Regions from separate parts of the Mus musculus genome. Here region 2 is linked to region 1. Evidence: chromatin contacts called from public promoter capture Hi-C data. All regions are on one chromosome and are shown on one strand. The core of a region is the stretch at or near the end of the contact, and the rest is flanking DNA. Distances in the headings are between cores, read along the strand shown.

Region 1 (4,944 bases), core at 1,961-4,460:
ATGACTCAATTAGCTTTCATTTCTGCACAAAGGAGATTTAGTTGCATAAATTAGCTTATCATCATTGAGGAAGTGTCACTGCTAAAGGACAGTTTATAGATACAACATGCAGTTGCTGTCAAACCTATAAGAATGTAATATAGACATCTGTGTATACTTTGTGCTTGAGCAGAACAGACTTCTGCCATTCAGAGACTAACAGGGGACAACAAGTTGCCCAAGGGACTGGCAATGTAGACATCTCTGAAAAGGTCAACTTGACACAGGCTCTGACAATCGACCCACAGCTCTGTCTTCTTTGATAAAAATCAGATAAACTTAAGACCGCTAATTGATCTGCAGCCTGTTTAAATGTTGGCCATGCATATCTTCATTGCATATGATTAACACAGAAAGCAAATGAATTGGGTAAGAAATGCCAGAGTCCAGTGACAGCAGCTTAAAAATGAGGAAAGGACACTGGTTGCCTAGCAGACTGGGGAAGATATTCTGCACTATCCATTTCCACCTGGCACTGGGCCCCAAGTACTAATTATGTGCACACCATGTACACACACACAATACGGACAACTCTTCTTGCTTGTTGCTATTTCCAAGTAGCACAAGATAAACTATCTGTAGCACAAACATGAAGTTAACTTTGATAAACCAGCATTTATTTTACAGGGAAAGAAGAGATGGGCAGCCTTCTTATCAGAACTTTACACCTCTTCACAGCCATATGTCAGCTGGGGTGAGGTCTGCCCTGTCACCCCCAGGTCCTGTAAAGAGCTGGAGCTAGGGTCACCTTCCTCTCTCTGATATGTCCATACATCACTCTTTTGAGTTGTCAGAAGCAGGGTGGACAAGCAGTGCGTGTTCAGGAAGTAGCTTTCCTGGGGCCTTCCTACTGTGACATATGGGAAGGAAGCGGGCCTGACTCTAGACCTGGACAGGAAGGCAGGAGCAGGTTGCTGTAGAAGGTTTGGGTTTGCCTTTTTTTTTTTTCCTTGACAGAAAGGAAACAAGACAAAGTCATTAGTTGTTAGCCCTCTTGCCCTATAAAATAGAGTTGTAAAACATGGCAGCAAGCAAAGCCCAGGCACTCTATGCTTGATAGTAAATTAGGTATCTGTTTTTAAAGTTCTGAATCATGATGCTTCTGCCAAGAGCATGCATGTTTCTTTGTAAAATGTCTATGCAGGTAGAGAGGGTAGAAACAGATAGTAGATAGACCTTCCACAGGCACAAGTGAGCATGCCTCAAATGTTTGCCTTTGAGGGTAGGGGGAAAAGAGTTTTTCTCAAAGGAATCCAGTAAGTTGATGAGCTTTTCATGCCATAGCCACAAGATACTGCAATGTCTGTCTCTTGTGCCACAGAGCTCTTTCAAGCCATCATTCAATGCCTTCGCAAAGCAAGCCGTCAGGGACTCTGTGCTTGCCACTAGGAGCACTGAGCTGACAAGAGTGTTGCTTTCTGCCTAGCATCTCATCTTGTGAACTTCTAACCTCGCTCAAGAATTTGATGTATATTTTTTACATTGACTAATTTTGCAGGAAGAGACTCAGTGTTGCAATGTAAAATCTAAAGGTAAAGCTGAGTTCATCTTGTCTCCTACAAGTCGCTTCACATTCACTCATCTTACAAAGGTCATGTATATTTATAGGTATATAGATGGGCCCGCTTGATGTTTTTAACAATATAAAAATCTGCTGTCCTTTCTAAAACACTTTTCAGGCTTGCAGTACTTAGGGAAAGGGTCTCTGGTGTCGGCATCATGCTTCATTCATTGTCAACATGCCTTTTATAATCTTGTGTTTGTGGACTATCTGGCGGTTACTTGCTTAATTTGTACTTTGGTAACAATCCTGTTAGCTTTGCCAAATATGTATTTTTATAAAAATTTAAAAGCTCATTGTGTACATTTTTCAAAGGCTAGCTAACTTTCCTTTTTAAACCTTCTTTCAAAAGTAATTCATGCCCCTCAGGACAGCACACATAGCAAGGTGACATTTTGTGTGTAATTTTCAAAATATTGACTGTGGTATAGATAGAATGGTGTTAACATGCCGAGTAAAGACAGCGAAACCACATTATCTGTGCTTGTGAGTGTTCCATAGTCTACAGAATGCCTGCCTTTCTTGGGGCCAGGGATGGTTCTCAGCAGGAAGGCATTCTGACTAGCCTACTCGAGGCTCTGCATCTGCTATCCCTGTGCCACAAAGCAAAGCAAAGTCATGTCCTGTGGGTTATCTCCCCGAGCACAGGCAAAGACTGCTAGTGTTTGTGAGCCTTCTGTGCTTTCAAAGCTGTTTTTGTACATGAGTTTTGTCTATGTGTGTTTAGAGCCACTCCATTTTAGAGATAAGCTATAGGAGCTTCCTGCTTTCCACAAATAAGATCACTCCTGATTCTTTTTGTCTGGCATGCTTTCCGGGGAGGCAGCTAGCACACACACTGCTGGCCTTCCCCTCACTGTAGATGCCCGCTCTTCACTTAGAACGCCAGTCATAGACGCACAGATGGCACACAGAGTGCTCCTCAGCGGTGCTCACTGTCCATGGGACCGACCGTCCGTCATTTTTTGGACTCCATCATCATCAAGATTACAGGAGGCACAGTTGAAAATGTGTCTTTCCCCGGCTCTGCTGAATCCCTGGCTCTTCCCTGACTTCCTTGCAGCAGTGAGGTTTAATGGAATGCCCCTGATGCACATCTAGGGAGAGATGCATCTTGTACACCGTGGGGGTCTCTCCCCTTGCTGCTCCTGTAACTCCCATTAGTGTTAATGGGAGTCTCTCCAAGTGTATCCAGGGAAAGAGAAACCAAAGTGGTAAGAATGTGTATTTAAAATCACTGGATACTTGGGGTTTTTTGTCCTTTCTTTCCTCCCCCTACTTAAAAAAAAAAAAAACAAAAAACAAAACAAAAAACAAACAAAAAACATGTTAATTGAAAAGTACTGTGAGAAGGTCTGAACCAGAGGAGGGCCCGGACAGCTGGGACCTGGGATCCCACAGCTCCACCAAAAACTTTGACCTCAGTTTTTCAGCCAAAGTTTGTTTCTTCCACGTCTTCGGACCAAGCCTAAGGCCTGAGCAGCGTGGGGAACAAGTTGGGGGGTGGGGGAAGGGCTACTGGGGAAACTAGCTATTTAGACCTTCTTTGACTTGGCTAGAACTGTGTGGCAGGCCTCACGTGTGAGATGATGTCATCCTGTCTGCTCTAACTCCTTGACTTTCAAGCTGACACTGAGAGACCACATGGGGTGCAACATTTGACCCAATTAGCAGTTGATTTAATCTGACAGGAATGTTTCAATTCTAAATCTCTATTTGTCTAAATAAGTGGTTTTTAAAGGAAATCAGTCACTTTATTATTAAGTGATTTTTAAAAAAAAAAAAAAAGAAAGAAAGAAATGGTCAATGCTTGGAGGTATCTGGCCAGCTGGAGTGCCCTCTAGTGTCTGTTTACAGAATGTATTTAATATATGCCTGGGGGCTGGGGGAGGATGTGATAGGGGTGGCCACAAGCACTATTAGCTCCTGGTTGGATTCTGGGGCTTGCACATGCCCCTGCTGGTTTTAGTGCTCTGAGCCCAAGTGCTACTACAGTGGAGAGGCCAATACAGGGTCGGTCTCTCTCTCTCTCTCTCTCTCCCTCTCCCTCCCTCCCTCTCCCCCCTCCCTCTCTCCCTTCCTCCCTCCTTCTTCCTCCTCCTCCTCCCCTCCCCCAATCCTATCATGCCGCTCCTATTGTCCCTCTCTTTCCATCCTAAAAAATAAAAATTAACAGAGGATTCTGTTAGGTTGTATTTTCTAGTCCTTGTTTATTTTCTCACAAATTTAAGTGAAACGGTGCATCCCACAAATACTTAGATTCCATGTTATTCAGATTCTCCTTTTTAAAAAATGTTAAAGACATTAAGGAGAATTTAAATCTCCTAATAAATTAATACTTTGTGGAGATCAACACTATGCTGACTGTACTAATGTGGCCGTTTGTATTGAGGTTGCCAAGACGCCTCTTGTTTAAAAGTGAGATGACAAGCCTGATCCAGCATCCATGTCCACGTTATCCCGTGGATTCAAAGCTGACATTGCAGCGATGGAAGCTGTCAGCACATCTGTGTTCCGCCTGGCTAGTGAATACACGGGCATTTTGTGTCTTATTGATATAACTTGCAGTCTTTTTTCCTTAACTCATCAGAACTCAATTATCACGAAATTAAAAACAGGAAACAGTTCTCTTGTGTAACAAAAGCATCCAGCGTATTTAACTGTGTGCTGTGTTTTAGGAGCCACATTGTGTGAGTGACAAAGCATACATTATCCAGTTACTGTGGTATTACGGAGCGACGAGCACTAAATAATCAATCAGTTAATGGTGTGTATGGCAGTTTGAGCACTTCACATCCATTGTGCTTATGCCAGGAGAAGGATGAACTGATAACGCCACTGTGGGAGCCTAATGTCCTAGACCTGACGAACAAAAGTCTGCATTAGCAATTTCACAGCTGCAAAAGTATTTTAGAGACAACTTTGAGAGACTTTGGATACAAATGCTTTATATTTGAGTATTAAAGTATGCTATTATTATTATGCTCTTATCAAGTGTTCTAAACTCCATGAAATTGTTACTTCAGATATGTCCAATCTGTCCCTTAGATATTCTGATGGTACAGTAAGACCAGTTGCTCTTTAAACACATAGCGAGTGAGCTTAGGACTTTCCATTAAAAATGAGCAGAAGCACCTTGCTATTTGAGAATGTAATTGCTACAGGTTATAGATTACAGATAGAAGTGGAGGGGGCCATGAAAAACCAAACCTTCTGAAACAATCTTCATGAGCATGCTCAGGAGTAGTTGCAGGTTCACTAAGATGTACCATGATCCAGGCCAGGGCTTCTTTCTTGGCAATCTAAAATGGTTCTTTAATTTCTTTTGATTCAAGCCTTAACCC
Region 2 (5,380 bases), core at 1,355-3,854, 320 kb after region 1:
CAGACTCAGCTCGTGAGATTGCTACACAATTCCAACATGGGAATGACATGAAAGAACGAACAGTGTGACAAGACTGGAGGGACACGCACCACAGGTAAACCTGGAGGCCATTATGCTAAGGGGGAAAGGACCATCAGCAAATACAAATATGCAGAGACACCTACAGTTGTCACAGTCAGGCGCAAAATGGTGGGGTTCTTTGGGAAGGGGTGCAGCATCGGAGTATTATTGTTCAATGGCAGTTTCAGTTGACAAGTTAAAGAATTCTGGAGACTGGTTATGCATTGTCTATGAGCAACTGAATCTCAACAGATAATTTGTATACTTACAAATGGTTATTACTGTAAATCTTATATATATCTTATAATACTTATATAATTTATATTCACACACACACACATTCTATTGTCCCAGTTTCCTGTTCTACTGCATCTCTCCAACAGAGCAGAACTGTGGGACTTTATGTGTCTTCCCACCCTGTGAGGACCTGACATGCTCACAGCATGTAGCCGGGGAATTACACTTGCCCACGGTCTTGAAACGAAGGAAAGACCGCAAGTGTCATTTCAACTCAAGCCCGTCTGTCTCCCTGCTCCACTGCTGGCTCTGGCTCCAGGACAGCACAGCAGAGATAAATGGGTCAGACATGAGGTCGTCATCCCAGCCCCAGCTCTACCCACCCACAAGGGAAGAAAGGGTGGGTTCATCCCTAAGCTCGGAGTGGCCAGGGCCTTCCTAAGACACAGGGAGAGAGTAATGGGTTTTATTGTTAAGGAAACAAGTTTTTAACTCTTTTATTGGCTGATTAAGAGAAATATGGGTGATAGCTTAGTCAGGAAAGTGCTTGCTATAGAAGCCTGAAGCCCTCAGTTAGACCCCTAGCACCCGTATAAAAATCCAGGTATGGTGGCATGCATTTGCAATTCCAGTTCTGGGGAGGCAGAAACAGGCAGATCCCCTGCGGTGGGGGGAGCACAGTGGGAGGCGGGAGGAAGACTAGGAATGAAAATTGTCCCAACAAACCCTTGTCCACCTTGTCCACATCTCCCCTGTGGACATGGGGCCAGGTACCAAGAGCGAATGCCCACACCTGGGAACAGAGGGGTACCAACAGACCTTTCTAGTATTCCCCACTCTGTCTTACCATGTTGCCTTGACAACGCCTCCTCCAGGATACACCATCCTAGCCCTCAGCCACACTGCCTCCTAATACTGAAGACAACTGTACGTAGGGGAGGAATCAGTCAAATGTCTCATTTCTCATTATGATTCCACCTGCAGAAAGGTCACTGGTATAGTCTAACTCTTAAATAGCTGCCCGCGTGTTCGAGGCCCGGCTCCCCGTCTGTGCTATCGAGAAGTGGTAGGTCTTTAGGAGATGGAGAGTGGTGTAAGGAAACAACCATTGAAGACATTTCCTTGAAGTCACTGGGACCCCAGGCTTTCCTCTTTCTGCACATTCAGCTACGATTTGTTGTCCCATACCCTACGAGTAACAAGATAGCCAATCACCAACCTACACCTCTGAAAGCATGGACCAAAATCAATTCCCCCTGCCTGTAAGGTTGTCAGCAATGATAGAAAACTGAGCAACACGCTACTTTATTAAAAAAAAAAGAAAAAGAGAGAGAGAGAGAGAGAGAGAGAGAGAGAGAGGGAGGGAGGGAGGGAGGGAGGGAGGGAGGGAGGGAGAGAGAGAGAGAGAGAGAGAGAGAGAGAGAGAGAGAGAAAGAAAGAAAGAAAGAAAGAAAGAAAGAAAGAAAGAAAGAAAGAAAGAAAGAAAGAAAGAGAAAAGTTACGTGTATGAATCTTAGTATCCAGGGGAAAAAAAGAACACCAGGCAGCAGAAAGGGCCTTGTGGGACAGAACCCATAAGCATCCTGTGTTGGTCTCAAAAGTATCAAAGAAAGTGAAAAAAAGAGCTGGGCTGAGTGGTGCACTCCTTTAATCCCGGCACTAGGGAGGCAGAGGCAGAGGCAGAGGCAGGCAGATCTCTGAGTTCTGAGTTTGGTCTACAAAGTAAGTTCCAGGACAGCCAGGGCTATACAGAGAAACCCTGTCTCGAAAAAAAAAAAAAAAAAAAAAAAAAAAAAGGAAAGACAGCTCAGCAGTTAGGAGCACCAACTGCTCTTCCAGAGGTCCTGAGTTCAATTTCCAGCAACCACATGGTGGCTCACAACCATCTGTAATGGGATCTGATGCCCTTTTCTCGTGTGTCTGAAGAGAGCAATGGTGTACTCATATACATCAAATAAATAAGTCTTTTTAAAAAATAAGTTTACAAAAACTTTAAATAGGCAAGTCAAATAATAGAAATTATTCATTATTCGTGACGAATGATGAACAGATCAATTCATGAAATGCCCCTGCAAATCTATACCAGCAAATATTTCTGTAAAAAAGGTGAGCGAGGGTTTCAACAATCAACACATAAAACTAAAACCAAAAGGGTACTCAAATAAAATGTACACAAAGCCTTTGATTTGGCCTGAGTTCTCATACTGGGCTCAACCGACTGATCAAACCAGAACGCAGTCCCCTATCCCATGCCAAGCAATCAGTGAGCTTTCAAACTGAAAGCAATGAGTCACAAGGCGGTAGGGCGAGCCAACTCATCCTGCTCTAACTCAACACGGAAGCAGTCAGTCCACTTCTCCTTCCTCCTTGTCCCTATCTCTTGCAACAAGTTTCTTCCTTCAGCCCTTCAACTGTGTCTGCCAATTCATCATGTCAGCTCATCGGAGTTCACATCTCTCAGAGTTGAATGTGTGGTACAAGGAATCAAACTCAGGCTCCTACACATGCTAGGCATGTGCGCCCCCATCCCTCATCTAGTGTTTAAATAGTTGTTGATGATGATGGTGGTGGTGGTGGTGATGATGATGATGATGATGATATTTTTGAAAATAGAAGCCCCACACATAGCAATTCCACTTCTGAGTATATATTTTATCTTTTATTATTTTGTTATATGCATATGAGTGTTTCCAACCGCATGTATGTCTGTGCACTGCATGCCTGCCAACTGCCCACAGATGTCAGAAGAAGGTGTCAGATCCCATGGAACTGGAGTCACAGATGTTTGTGATCCATATCATAGGCACTGGGGCTCGAACCCAGTTCTATTTACTGAAGAGCAACCAGTGGCTCTTAACCACTGACCCATCCCTCCGGGTCCTTGGTATGAATTTTTTTAAGAAGTGAAAGTAGGACCAGGTAGTGGTGGCAAATACCTTTTAATCCCAGCACCTGGGAAGGCAGAGGCAGGTGGATTTCTGAGTTAAAGGCCAGCCTGGTCTACAGAGTGAGTTCCAGGACAGCCAGGGCTACACAAAGAAACCCTGTCTTGAAGGGAGAAAAAAAAGAAGAAGAAGTGAATATAGGGTCTCAAAGAGATATTCATCCATGTCTTAGTTAAGGTTTTACTGCTATGAAGAGCAATCATGACCAAGGCAAAGGCAAGTCTTATAAAGGACAACATTTAATTGGGGCTGGCTTACAGGTTCAGAGCTTCAGTCCATTATCACCGAGGCAGGAGCATAGCAGTGTGCAGCTGAAAATTCTACATCTTGTTCCAAAGGCAGCTATGAGAAGACTGGCTTACAGACAGCAACGATGAGGATCTTAAAGCCTATGCCCACATAACACACTTCCTACTCCTACAAGGCCACACTTCCAAATAGTGCCACTCCCTAGGCCAAGTATAGACAAACTATCACAGTATACACGTTCATAGCAGAATGATTCACAGGGCTAAGATGGAGAAGCGATTCAAGTGTCCATAGATGGATGAGTCAATAAACAAGATGTGGAACAGGCACACACGGAAGCGATGGGCACAGGCTGCCACACAGATGAACTTTACGGGTATTAGGGTAACTGAAAAACTTGGTCACAAAAGACAAGGCCTTCATGATTCCACTGATATGCGGTGGTGTGTGTGTGTGTGTGTGTGTGTGTGTGTGATGTGAGCACATATGTACATGTGTGTGAAAGGAGAGGCCAGAGGTTGATGTCTAGTGTCTTCTTCAATTCCTCTGTCATCTTTATAGAGACAGAACCCCTCACTGAACCTTGTGCTCCCCAACTGGCTACAATGGCTAGCCAATGAGCTCCAAGGAGCCTCTTGCCTTCGCTCCCACCCTGCACTGGAGATACAAACACACGGCAGCACCTCGGACTTCTTACACGGGCGGTGGGCATCCAAACTCCGGTCCTCCTGTGTGCATAGCAAGCACTTTACAAGCTGAGCTATAGCCAACCCCCTCCAGGGGGGCTTTTAACCTAGTCAGGTTCATTCAGGAAGAAGGCAGAGGCTAGGGAGCAAGGAGGAAACGGCACACTCTTGTTCAATAGACAGAGTTTCGGTTCTGCCCGAGAAAAAAGGAGCTGAGGAGTGTGCCACCCACCACGAGTGCACTACACCACACAACTGAGCTGTGTGTGCATCAGATGGTAAGTTCCATGCTATATGGTTCCTATCACAGTCAAGAGTTAGCAATTTTTAAAAACTCTAAAGTAGATTTAAATGCTTAAACCTTCCTGGTAACAGAAATGCAAAGAGACCAGATAACATAGCCGTCCCTTTCAAATTAAAGATGTGGGGCTGGAGAGACAGACAGGTCAGTAGTTAAGAGCACTGGCTGCTCTTCCAGGGGACCCAAGTTTGATTCCCAGCACCCCCATGGCGGCTCACAACGTTCTCTAACACCAGTTCCATGAGACCTGACACCTTCTTCTGGTCTCTTCGGGCACCAAGGCACACACACGGTGCAAAGACATCCAGGCAAAAATCCACACACGTAAAAATAACTTTTAAGAGTAAAGACTTGATGATACATCCACTACTGACAAGCATCATTAGGAATGAAAATTAAATACTATCAATAGGAATATGAGCTATGGCAATGCCATGAAAAAGAATGGGGCCCAAGCTGGGTGTGGTTATCCCAGCACCTAGAAGTCTGAGGCAAGAAGATCACAGAGTTTAAGGATAGTCTGAGCTACAGAATGAAACCACGTTTCAAAAAATTCTATAAAAGGCAATTCAACCTTGTATTTCACAAGTACTTGTAAATTGTTTATATCTTTAACTCACTAAAATGACCTCAGAAAACAACTTAAACAGCTCAATGCAGTTTGTACAGAGTACATGCACCATGCATACCAACAGACATGCCCACTGTGGTTTGCCTTAAATGTCACATCCTAGCACTGGGGAAACTGAGGCAGACAAGCCAGGTTACAATGCGAGACCCTCAAAACAACAAACAAACAAAAAACACACCCAGGCATAGTTGTGCACACCTTTAATCCCAGCACTAAGGAGGAAGAAACAGGCAGATTTCTGAGTTTGAGGACAGCCTGGTCTACAGAGCAC

Evidence for each region. Capture Hi-C pulls out chosen DNA fragments and counts their contacts.
Region 2: a contact with region 1 is called in a promoter capture Hi-C map of adipose tissue. The contact joins two enhancer-like sites. A contact is called at or near these places in 1 of 115 datasets of contacts at active chromatin or transcription factors (embryonic stem cells) and 2 of 9 other capture datasets (adipose tissue and pancreatic islet).

Annotation. Positions count from the first base shown.
Region 1 is chr6:51,874,612-51,879,555 of GRCm38.p6, reverse strand. The region is part of intron 10 of Skap2 (src family associated phosphoprotein 2); the gene reads left to right. Among named protein-coding and RNA genes, the nearest start is that of Skap2, 140 kb to the left of the region's middle. Within about 2 kb of position 3,210, at least 61 of the 459 cell types and tissues checked have an H3K27ac peak or open chromatin away from gene starts, as enhancers often do. A contact at or near this core is called in adipose tissue, where this site is marked.
Region 2 is chr6:51,555,760-51,561,139 of GRCm38.p6, reverse strand. The region is part of intron 1 of Snx10 (sorting nexin 10); the gene reads right to left. Among named protein-coding and RNA genes, the nearest start is that of Snx10, 35 kb to the right of the region's middle. Within about 2 kb of position 2,604, at least 72 of the 459 cell types and tissues checked have an H3K27ac peak or open chromatin away from gene starts, as enhancers often do. A contact at or near this core is called in adipose tissue, where this site is marked.